Regions from separate parts of the Sus scrofa genome. Here regions 1, 3 and 4 are each linked to region 2. A link is a contact called in public Hi-C and HiChIP or PLAC-seq data. All regions are on one chromosome and are shown on one strand. Each heading gives the region's core, a stretch centred on a gene start, on an enhancer-like site or on the middle of the called end of the contact. The rest is flanking DNA. Distances are from core to core; before and after follow the strand shown. Region 1 holds the start of TIMM50 (mitochondrial import inner membrane translocase subunit TIM50). Region 2 holds the start of DYRK1B (dual specificity tyrosine-phosphorylation-regulated kinase 1B). Region 3 holds the start of MAP3K10 (mitogen-activated protein kinase kinase kinase 10). Region 4 holds the start of PLEKHG2 (pleckstrin homology domain-containing family G member 2).

Region 1 (2,839 bases), core at 257-2,756, 190 kb after region 2:
AAGAGAGGGGAAAAGTCAGGGTGGTTTGGGTACCCTGAACTGAGAAGAATCAAGGTTGGAAGCCAGAAAGCAGACACCCACATGGCCTCCGGAGTTGTGTTCCTGCCTGGAGCCAAGATTCCAGGGGTTCAAGAGTTGACAGGCTAGGTGCCCAGGATCCTAAAGGCAAAAGATTGGAGACCCTGAAGAGGGGAAAAGCAGGGCAGGGAGATGAGATCAGGGAGTCCGTCTGCACACTGGGATTCCTAAAGCAAGGCAATGAAGGACACACAAGGGGACAGGACGGGGAGTAGGGTCATCCAGATGTCTGGGGCTCAAAGTAGCAGGATATGGAAGGGAAGGGATAGGAGCGAGGCTGGAGGAGCAATAGCTTCTCTGGGGCTTGGAGAAGTAGGGCACGTAAGTGAAAGACCTGGAGATCAGAATGGCTGGGTCTCCGTCAAGATGGAGAGAGGTCAAAATCAGAAGCTCCAACATCTACCTCTCCACCACACCCCTCTCAGGGAAAATACCCTCAAGGCCACGCTGGGACTCGACCTTCCCGGGCCCCTCCCCCTCTAGTATTACCTAGGGCGGCCAAGACGGGAGAACAGGTGACCCCCCCACCCCCACCCCGGGCGCCCACGTGGGGTCCAGAGGAGGTAGGATCCAAAGGACGCACTTGAGCCCCTAAGCATCTAGCCCGGGGAAGCAAGCGCCGCCTACCCGGGGAAGCAGGGAAGAGACCCAAAACGCGGGCGGCGTTCCATTCAGCACCCTGAGGTGCTGTGTCCCAGAGCCTCTGGGCGGCAGCGGCCCGCCTGGAACTCCAGGAAGGAGCCTCCGCACCCGAGGGCCACCCCAGTCCAGCTCACCTGGTCTGGGGCCCGGGGAGGCGCCGTCGCGAGCCTCGCGCACAGCCCCCGCGCGCCTTGCAAGAGCCCGCTCCGCAACCGCAAGAACAGCCCCGCCGAGGCCGCCATCTTGCGCTGACGCCACGAGGCCCCGCCCACTCGTCCCCCCCCCCTCCTCCCCGCCCCGGGCCCGCACCGCAGCCAATAAGGGTGCAGGCGAGAGGCGGGTGGACGGGAGCCCGAGAGAGACAAAAGGCTTCGGGAGCACTGCAGCGGGCGCGCTCACCCCCAGTCACTCTTTTGCCGCCTGGGGCAAGCCAACCAGGAGAGTCAGCCGGCACCACGCCTCCCTCCAGACGGAGGGCGTTCCACCGCCCCTGCCGCAGAACAGGGCAGACACCCGCTGCTCGGAGGTCAAGCTGAGGCCCTAACCGAGGGATCCAGTCTGTGGCTGCTTGATTTGTCCTAACAGCCAAAAGTCAGGAGCGGGCCCCTCCTCCCATGAGCTTCCTATAAACGGTCTGGAAAGACAGTCAGTTTCATATGGAGGCTCAGCGAAAGAGAACAGTCGCCCTGTCTGGTGGGCTTCGAGTATTGAGAGGAAATCCATGAATCAGAGGCTACAGGAGCCACAGTAAATCTCCCTCAAATTATTTTCAAGGGAAAAAGTCATGCTGGTTTTTTTGTTTGTTTGTTTTGTCTGCCTTTTCTAGGGCCGCTTCCGCGGGATATGGAGGTTCCCAGGCTAGGGGTCGAATAGGAGCTGCAGCCGCTGGCCTACACCACAGCCACAGGAACGCGGGATCCGAGCTGCGCCTGCAACCTACACCACAGCTCACGGCAACGCCGGATCCTTAACCCACTGAGCCAGGCCAGGGATCGAACCTGCAAGCTCATGGTACCTAGTCGGATTTGTCAACCACTGCGCCACGACAGGAACTCCAGTCATGCTGTCTATATAGGCTTTTTTTCCTCCTCGCCTGCAGCATGCAAAGGTTCCCAGCCACGGATTGAACTTTGGGATGGTAGAAGCAACCTGAGCCTCAGCAGTGACAACACCGGATCCCTACTTAACCTATTAACTCCGTTATGTAAACTTAAAAGAACACTTAAAGCCACCACACAACATTTAGGGATAAATACTAAGGTAGTAAAAGTACCGATGTTAGGAAAAAGACACAGGATTCAGGGCTGTGATTACCTCTGGAGGAGAATGTACTGGGTGTGCCGCTAAAGTGGATCCTTCCTATCAGGTTCCTAAGCAGAGTGGTGGGGACATGGGTGTTCTTGGTGGATCTTTTTGAACAGCTCAACATTTTAATTTTTTATGGCCACATCCACAGCATACGGAAGTTCCCCAGGCCAGGGAATGAATCCCAGCCACAACTGTAACCCACCCCTAGCTGGGGCAACCCTGGATCCTTTAACGACGGCCACAGCTGGGTACAGATCCCCACCTCTGCAGCGACCCAAGCTGCTACAGTAGGATTCCTAACCCACTGTGCCACAGCGGGAATTCCCTCAACTATCTTATAATACATTTTATATTGCATTTGCAAAAAGACCTGTGACTATCAAATGAGGAAAGTGAAGGAGTCAGGTACTAAGCCCCGTTTGCCACACTGCTCCTCATTCCCATGCCCAAGCTCTTAGACAAGCTACAGCAATGCTGGCATCACTGCTGATGGGCTCAAGAGAAAGGACCATCAAATGCTGCACCATAGGAGGAATCTGTTTCCAATTTAATATTAACCGATTTTTACTTCACTCAAGCATGAGACTCAAGCATAAGACTCAAGCATAAGACGGAACTTTGTCAATTACATGACAAGCTCTGTTCTAATAATCTCTTTCCAACATCTTACACATTCAAGAGCCCTCAGGGTAGGGAGTATCATTTTCTAGATGAGAACACTGAGGTTTATGTAGACAGTAGACTGTTACTTACCTAAGACCACACAAGTAAGTGGGGTCTGCAAATGACCCTCCTCACAAACTGGAACACA
Region 2 (2,712 bases), core at 213-2,712:
CAATGGAGGACACTTTGTGATCTCCATTAAGGTGCGGGGCATAGAGGAGTCTAAGATGGGGTGGCAGTATCTTCTCTCTATACCTGCCATGTAGCCAGTTAAAACTCGGGCGGGGGCGGGGGGGGGCTTCCCTCCGTCCTAATCCAGTCAGTGTGTTCCCTACCCAGCTCCCTATAAACCACCCAATCAAATAGCAAGTAATGAAAAATGTCTGCAAAACTAAAAACCTTAGGATTTAAAGAGGCAGTAGACCGTCGTGGTTCAGTGCGTGATCCCCACGTATGAGTTTGAATCCCAGTGTGTGTCTTTGAGCAGGTGACCTATATATTATGCCTGTTGCTTCACTTGTGAAATAGCAATGTTAGTCCTAACTCTTTTAGGGTTGATGTAAGGACTAAATTTCTCAATATATGTATGGAGTGTTTAGCCAAGAACCTGGTATAAATACCAGATAAATGCTAGGTACATTTTTAAAAACGTTTTATTTTGAAATACAGAGACCTCTCCAGTGTACTTTCAACCAGATTGAGCCTTTCCTAACCACTTGCTGCATTTGTTTTAGTAATCTCAGCTGCATTATTGCGATTGTTAAAGAGGAAATGGGGGCGGGGAGGGGGGGAAACCAGAGTGGAAATTTTAAACACTTGCCTTTAGATAAATAGAGCTCTGCTGAAGCCTTCCTGTTTCAAACCCAAACTACTTAAAAACTTACCTAACAAAGTCTTTCCCTACATTTCCAAAGCCTATTTTCCAACTTAAAAATTCTACTGGTTTGAAAGAGCACAACAAAGGGAAAACAGCCCCAAACCCTTGCTGCAGACTTCAGACCCTTTTTCTTCTTCAGGCCAACTGCATTGACTCCACAGCCTCTGCTGAGGCCGTGTTTGCCTCTGAAGTGAAAAAGATGCAGCAGGAGAACATGAAGCCCCAGGAGCAGCTGACCCTAGAGCCGTACGAAAGAGACCACGCTGTGGTCGTGGGTGTGTACAGGTAAGCAGGGGGCCCAGTAATCCACCAGAGCCGGGAGTCTCAATACTAGTTAGGAGTACCCCAAAGTGCTTGTAAGTTCTGAGTCCCCGCATCTGTTTCCTCTCACAGACCACCCCCCAAGGTGAAGAACTGAAGCCCAGTGCCATCTGGATCGCGAGAGACTGTGTTGCTACTGTTACACGCGTGTTTTTCTATTAAAAGACTTATGCGTCCTTCTTGTTTGCCGCTGATTGCTTGGCGACCGCTCTTAACGGGGCGCATGCGCCCTTGGTCTACTTGCGTGGTGGGGGCGGGCACTCTCCCGGTGGCACCGCGCGTGCTCGTTTCTTAGCGGGCTCTTACGCAGCCGTAACTTGGATTTCGGCGCTTGGGCGGGGTTCATAGCTTGCTGTGCTGGGAGACCAGTAAGCGCCTCCGAGCGCAGGCGCAGAGTGTTGCCCTGGGTCACGTGAGGAGAAACAGCTTGGGGGGGTGGGGGCGGAGTCCAGGGCGGGGGGGCCGGTTTGTTGTGGTCGCCATTTTGCTGGTTGCATTACTGGGTAATCGGGGCCCTGGCTCGCCGCGTCCGCCGGATACTTTCAGCCAGTGGGCAGGTCTGAGCTCGGGCTTCCCGAGCAGTTTGAGTTCCCTTGCTCGCGGCCTCAGGTAACAACGCGGCTATGGACGGAGCGGCACGCGCTCGCGGGGAGGAGGGTAGTACGGGACCCGCCCTGCCTGCGTCGCCGCGAGACTTAGCACGAGGCCGAGGGAGGAGAGGAGGGGGACGGCAGGCAGGTGCAGGCCTTGCCTGGCTATTCATAGTTGGATTCCTGGAAGGGGCCGAGCCCGAGCGGAGAGAGCTGTCTCGGGAGGGAAGCTGGGAGGGGGTAGCGGGGCCCCGCTCCCGCCCTTTGTTTGGGCTCGGCTCCGCCGGCCGCATCGTCGTCGCCTAGCAACAGCTGTCCTGGACTGTGATTGGTTGAGCTCTTGGCAGTAGTGACCAATGGCACGGTTGTTGCCATGGTAGGTGTGGACTGCCAGGTTCGGTCCAGCCCCGCCCGCCGGGTTCCCCCTGGCCGGGGCGGGCCCCCAGGGTGGAGGGCGGGACGCCGGGGTCCCCGGGGGCAGGTGGCTGCGCTGGGCGGGGCCGGCGGGGCGAGGGTTAACCCGCCCCTCCCCCGTCCACCTGCTTTCCCCTTCCCCCGCTTGCCCCGGGCTGACCCTCGTCTCCTCCTCTCCCCGCCCCCAGCGGCGGCGGCTGCTGTTGTCACCCACCCGGCCGCCTGTCCCGCTTGCCCTCCCCGCCGCGGGGCTTGCCGGGCCGGCCGGGCCGGGACAGGCGGCCGTCTTCTCACCACCGCTACCGCCGCCATGCTGGCCGCTCGCCCACACCACTGGGGGCCCCACCGCGCCCCAGCCCCCCGTGGGCCCCGCGCCAGCCCTGACCCGGGTAGGGGGCGGAGGCTGGGAGAGGGTCCTGGTGTGGGAGGGCCCCTCTGGTGGGGAAGAGGTTTTGTGGGGGAGCTCCAAGAGAGAGGGATCGTGGAGTGCAAGGCTTGACATAGGAGAAAAGGAATGACATGGGAGAAGGCCCGTGACGAGAGGATTTTGGTGTGGCAGATATTGTGGAAGGGGAGAACTCTGTAATATTTGGGAAATTTGGCCGCGGGGGCCTTCTAGGAATGGGCACCGTTGTGGATTGACCCTGGTGTAGAGAAGTGACTGGAGAAAGAGCCCTGACAG
Region 3 (2,700 bases), core at 15-2,514, 210 kb before region 2:
TGTTGATGGACTTGAGGTCCCGGTGGATGATGGGCACGGGGGCATCATTGTGTAGGTAGTTCATGCCCCGGGCCACCTGCACGGCCCAGTTGACCAGCACGTGAGGGGGCACGCGGCGCCCTGCCAGCACCCTGCTCAGTGCACCCCCCCTGGCATACTCCATCACCAGGCAGAGGTGTGGGGGGCTGAGGCAGGCGCCCCTGAGGGCAATGATGTTGGGGTGCTGCAGGGCTCCGAAGAGCCGGGCCTCCTGGCGCACCTGCTCTGCTGTCACTGCCGGGTCCCGTTCAGGGTCCAGCCGGGCGGCCTTGACCGCCACCTCCTCGCCACGCCACAGGGCCCGATAGACCTTGCCAAAGCCCCCTACACCGATGATCTCTTCTAGCTGCAGCTCGTGGAAGGGGATCTCCTGGGGCAGCCGGAGGCCCGCGGGCGCGGCGGGGGTGCCGGGGGCCACGTAATTGCTGGGGAAGACGCCCACACGGCCGCTGGGTAGCTGCCCGGTCCACCAGCCCTCGTCGCCAGACACGGCACAGTCCTGGGAAAGCACCTGGACGCGGTCACCCCTCCGCAGGGTCAGCTCCTCGTCGCCCGCCGCTTCGTAGTCGAACACTGCGGTCCAGACAGGCCCCGCGGGGGTCGTGCCCCACTCCTTGGCCGCCCCCCCTTCCTCCTCCTCCATGGGGGAGGGGCCGGGGGCTGCGGGAGGCCGCTTCACACAGGCTGCCCGCCAGACGCAGAGAGCCGGCCCCGGCGGCCAGTCCCTGCGGGGTCTAGGGGGCTCCTGGGGGCCATGGCTGGGGGACCCTCCGCAGGAGCAAGGAAAAGCCTCTTTAAAAGGGCAGGGTCGTCCCCCTCCCGATTCAGTTGTCCAGGCAGGGTAGGGTGGGGAAAGGCGGCGGGTTCACCTGTGCCCCCTAAATGTCAGGGCGCTAAGAAGGCCTGGCCGCACGGCTGCCGAATTCCTGCCGGGGCCCGCCGGTGGGGGACGAGGGTGAGGGAAGCAGGCAGCCCCCTTCCCCGCGCCTCTCACCCCGCGCAGCTCCACCGGCGGCCCCCGGCTCCGCATCCCGGGCCACGACCGCCGGGCGGGGCGGGGCCGGTGGGGCTCCGGGGGCGCCCGCCCCAGGACAGGGTGGCGCGCCCCTCGGCCTCCTCACGCACGGGGCAGCCTGGCGGCCACCATCCTCAGCACCGGCCTCCGGGTCGGCCCCAGCCCCTGCCCCCGCCCGCGCCACTTCCCGGGGCCGCCGGCGGTGCCTGAGTGACGTGCTCGCTCCGCCGCGCCGCGGTGCCGCCTGGGAGTTGTAGTCTCCGGCAGCACGGCCCCGCGGTCCGTTCCCAGTCCCCGAGTCCCCAGAGCCCCGGTGCCGGCCTCCGGCCGAAATGGGGACAGCGCGGGGCCGAAGGAATCCTCCCGGGGAGATCAGCCTGGCCTCGGACCCTCCCTGGGACGCAGTGGACGCAACGCCTGGAGGAGGAGAGGAGAGGGCCGAGCTCTCCTCACAGACCCTGAGGGGCTGTGGCCCAAAGGTGGGGTTGGCGGTGACTGACGCGCTTCGCAAAGCGAAAAGTAGGAGCTGCGTGAATGGTGGTTACTGCCCCGAGTTTCTAACACGGCCAGGACGCGGTCCCTGCGGCTGGACTGCCCCTTGGGGTCGCGACCCGAGGTGCACGCCGGGAAGTGTAGTTTGTTCTGGGACCCGCGCTGCGGGGAGACAGCACCCCAAAAGAGAGCCAGTTGGTGGTTCCAGCAAGCTAGGGGGTCGGGCTGATGGTGCAGCCTCTGTGGGGAAGAAGGGGGTGGGAGGATGTGCGTAGTGTCCCTGGGTAAATCACAGCCACGTCTGTTTTCCCCACCAGCTTTGGGTTTCCTCTACCCCCGCAGTCTTAACTCTGAGAATCCCCCGCCTTCGAAAACGAGAACTTCACTTTAATGGGGCTTAAAGTGCATCTTATGCTAAGTGTTTTGCGTAATAGTGTCATTAAATTCTCGCAAAGCGCCCATTTTACAGATGAAGCATGGAGAAATAAACTTGCTCGTCCAAGGTCACAGCTATAAATGGCAGAGCAAGAATCAAAAGCAGGTTTTTGTTTTATTTTATTTTAATTTTAGGGCCGCACCTCTGGCATATGGAGGTTCCCAGGCTAGGGGTCGAATTTGGCACCGCAGCTGCTCGCCTACACCACAGCAACGTCAGATCCAAGACACGTCTGGGACGGCAACTCAGGATATTTAACCCACTGAAGGAGGCCGGGGATTGAACCCACGTCCTCATGGATACTACTAGTCCCATTTGCTACTGCTGAACCATGACGGAAACTCCCAAAGGCAGATTTTAAAATTAAAACCAAACCATCACCACGACAACCAAACACTTTGCCTTCCGGGAGTTCCTGTGATGGCTCAGCGGTTAACGAATCCGACCAGCATCCATGAGAACAGGGGTTCGATCCCTGGCCTCGCTTAGCAGGTTAAGGATCCGGCGTTGCCATGAGCTGTGGTGTAGGTCACAGACGCGGGTCGGATCCCCCCTTGCTGTGGCTCTGGCATAGGCCGACGGCTGCAGTTCTGATTGGATCCCTAGCCTGGGAACCTCCATATGCACACACCTAAAAAGACAAACAAAAAACAAACAAACAAACCAAAAAACCCCATTGCCTTCCCATTTAAAAAGTGAAGAAACAGTGCTGCAGAGG
Region 4 (2,700 bases), core at 89-2,588, 240 kb after region 2:
AGATGGAAAGGGTGAGACAAAGAAGACCTAACGAGTCGCCCAAGCTATGAGTCTGGTGTGTCTGGGGCCAGGGGCTCAAGGATCCTGGGAACGTTAGGGCTCCGGCTTCAGCCGAGGGCGAGGGGCAGGGCTGGGAAAAAGCCGTGGGCGGGAGGCCGCGGGGTCCCAGGGGAGGGCGGAGCAGGCTGGGGAACCGGATGCCAGGGTCCTGCAGACGGCTCCCTCCCCCGCCGAGGGCTGCGAGTTGGGGCGGGCTGCGAGTTGGGGCGGTTGGCCCCGAGTCCTCGACCCCCTCTGGCCGGTCCCTGCGCGATCCGCTCACTGTCTCCACCGCCGCAGCTCCCCCGCAGCGCCTCCCTACACCCCTCTAGCCCCCAACTCCCGCTGGCGCCTCCGCTCGCCCCCCGCCGGCACGCCCCCTCATTGTTCAGCGGCAGCGGCGCCGCCCCCTCCCCCAGCCCGTCGGGGCCCCTCGCCTTCCCCCTCACCTCCCGGGGAGTCTCCAGCCCCAGAGCAAGGCAGCCCGGTTGCTATTCGACCCTCGCACGGTCTCCGAGGAGGAGCAGAACCGGGGCTCCCGCGTCTCAGCAAGTCCGAGGTGTGAACTTCGTGCTCTCAGGTTCCGAGAACAAACTCCGGGATCTCTCCGAAAATGGGGTGTAGTGGTCCGAATTTCTTTGGTCCTCTAAGCAGAAGATGCTGGGAGCCTCGACTCTTGAATCTCAAATTGTAGTGCTGGGAACCCAAATTCCTGAGCCTTCTAGATGGGTTCGTGGGTTGGGGGGGAGTCCGTATTCCTGAGTTCCCCTAACTCTAAGAGCAGGAATTAAACCATCTCTAGGCAGGAGTGCAGGGAACCCCAAATTCCAGGGTCCCTTTCCCTTGAAGTAGTGGGCGCTTCAGCTCTAAACAGGCTGGGTAGGACACTAGGAGTCCGTATCCCAAGTTCCTCCAACCCGGGGAGTCTTGGACTTAGCTTTCTGGGAAACTCTAGAGGGAAACTCCGGTCTGGGATCCTAAGTTCTTCGAAACTGAGTGCAGGAAGCTGGGCCTACAGGGTCGCGCGGGGCTGAAGGGGACTCCTGGCTTCTCCAGGAGGGGGCGCTGGGCACCTGGATGTCTGGGGTCCTCAAGCTTGGACGCTGGGTGGGGCCTGGGCTTCGGGGGTCTCTCGGGATGCGGTGCAGAGTTTCGGGCTGTTGGAGTCTGCGACTCTGGACCCCTCAGGCTCCAGGATGGGTGGCACGGGTCTCGGACGGTGGCGGCGCCACATCTAGGGCTGGATAGTCCGGTCTCAGCTGTGGGGCAGGGGGCGGTCGCCCGAGGCCTCCCCTCCCCCCAGCCGCCCGGGCTCATATCCTGTTCCCGCCCGCAGGGGGAGGGGCCGCCTTCCGGCTGGCCAGCCAGCTAAGGGTTAAGACCCTTCCTCCCCAGGCTCTGAATATTCATAAGAAGGCGAGTCCCAGGCAGGCTACACCCCCACATTCCAAACGCCTTTCAGACTTTTCCCTTTTACAGCAAGAGCCTTTGAGGCGTGAGAATCCGGAACTGGTAACGCGCTTTCTCCTATTGGCCAACCCAAAGGTTCCTATTTGTATATGCAAAGATGAGGCGGAGCTAGCCAGTGAGGTCACGTGGTCAAGAACGACTGAAGGACCCCGGGACGCGAGGGTGCGGCCGAAGCTCCAGTGGCGCAATCGGTTAGCGCGCGGTACTTATATAGCAGTGCAAGCGGAGCAATGCCGAGGTTGTGAGTTCGATCCTCACCTGGAGCAACTTTTCTTCATATCAGTATTTTAGAGATTTATATGTCTTATTGATCGAGCCGAACACCTACATCACTTAGAGGAATGAACGTTTCGATCTTTGCAATTTTCAAACTGGAAAGACTCCTGGGACTCTGACGATGGTCGCTAAGGGAGTGTTTTGTATTGTGGGAGGTGCCGTTCTCTTCATCGTCACCAGGGGGTGGCATCGCCTCTTAGATGCCTGGGTCTGCAAATCTCAGTTCAAGACTTCTGCACATGCCAGACTTTTGTGTCCTCTGCAAACTCTGTATGTGACACTCTCTCCTCCATCTGTCTCTGTCTTGAATTTCTTCCCTCCAGTTTTGTCGAGATATAATCGCCGCATATCATTGTATTAGTCCAAGGTGTACAAAATAACAACCTGAGATAGTGTATAAAGTATGAAATAATTACCAGAACCGTTAACATCAATTACCTCACATAGGTACTATTTTGTATATGTGTATCTTGGAGTTTTCTCTGTCCCTCCTCATTTCGAATCGATTTATTATTTTTACTTTAACAAATTCTGAAATTTGTGACCCTTGTATGTCTGGTCTCTGTTTAGAGTTTAGGTGTGAGTGATAAGAGCAGTGAACAAGACAAAGTCAAAGTCTCTGCCCCAGTATTTGACTTTCTAGTGGGGGAGGCAGATTGCTATAAAGATCTAAGTCCATTTTATATGTTAAGTGGTTATAAACAACAAACGTAATGGAAAAAGTAGAGCAACATAGGAAGGATGCGGGTTGCAACAATAGCAGTCAGGGACCATCTCACTAAGGACACATTTGGGCAGAGACCTGAAGGAGGGGAGTGAGCTATTGGGACACCTGGGGAGTAGTCCAGGCAGAGGAACAGCCTGTGCAAAGGCCCAGTGGCTGAAGCGTGTCAGACGTATCGGTAGAAGCTAGCA

What was found. A called contact is a pair of places that touch in the nucleus more often than the background predicts. HiChIP or PLAC-seq counts read pairs in DNA pulled down with a chosen protein or histone mark.
Region 1: a Hi-C map of liver shows a contact between it and region 2, with 4 times the contacts expected there. The contact joins the promoter of TIMM50 here to the promoter of DYRK1B in region 2. A contact is called at or near these places in 1 of 5 promoter capture datasets (liver) and 1 of 47 Hi-C or Micro-C datasets (liver).
Region 3: an H3K27ac HiChIP or PLAC-seq map of alveolar macrophages shows a contact between it and region 2. The contact joins the promoter of MAP3K10 here to the promoter of DYRK1B in region 2. A contact is called at or near these places in 1 of 5 promoter capture datasets (fetal skeletal muscle) and 1 of 2 datasets of contacts at active chromatin or transcription factors (alveolar macrophages).
Region 4: a Hi-C map of skeletal muscle shows a contact between it and region 2, with 2.6 times the contacts expected there. The contact joins the promoter of PLEKHG2 here to the promoter of DYRK1B in region 2. A contact is called at or near these places in 1 of 5 promoter capture datasets (liver), 2 of 47 Hi-C or Micro-C datasets (heart right ventricle and skeletal muscle) and 2 of 2 datasets of contacts at active chromatin or transcription factors (alveolar macrophages and skeletal muscle).

The regions. Positions count from the first base shown.
Region 1 is chr6:48,125,137-48,127,975 of Sscrofa11.1, reverse strand. It overlaps TIMM50 (mitochondrial import inner membrane translocase subunit TIM50), which reads right to left and starts at 1,506. Exons shown (of 13, transcript XM_021097543.1): 1 at 1,458-1,506; 2 at 1,015-1,140; 3 at 855-1,012. The coding sequence starts at 1,506.
Region 2 is chr6:48,313,273-48,315,984 of Sscrofa11.1, reverse strand. DYRK1B (dual specificity tyrosine-phosphorylation-regulated kinase 1B) reads left to right here and starts at 1,462. Exons shown (of 12, transcript XM_021094374.1): 1 at 1,462-1,635. FBL (rRNA 2'-O-methyltransferase fibrillarin) reads left to right here. Exons shown (of 9, transcript XM_003355924.5): 7 at 1-31; 8 at 845-990; 9 at 1,099-1,203. The coding sequence ends at 1,123.
Region 3 is chr6:48,525,183-48,527,882 of Sscrofa11.1, reverse strand. MAP3K10 (mitogen-activated protein kinase kinase kinase 10) reads right to left here and starts at 1,264. Exons shown (of 10, transcript XM_021094377.1): 1 at 1-1,264. The coding sequence starts at 682. The region is part of intron 6 of LOC100522141 (cyclin N-terminal domain-containing protein 2); the gene reads left to right.
Region 4 is chr6:48,068,170-48,070,869 of Sscrofa11.1, reverse strand. It overlaps PLEKHG2 (pleckstrin homology domain-containing family G member 2), which reads right to left and starts at 1,338. Exons shown (of 21, transcript XM_021094371.1): 1 at 489-1,338. TRNAI-UAU (a tRNA gene) reads left to right here and starts at 1,683; the gene lies at 1,683-1,775.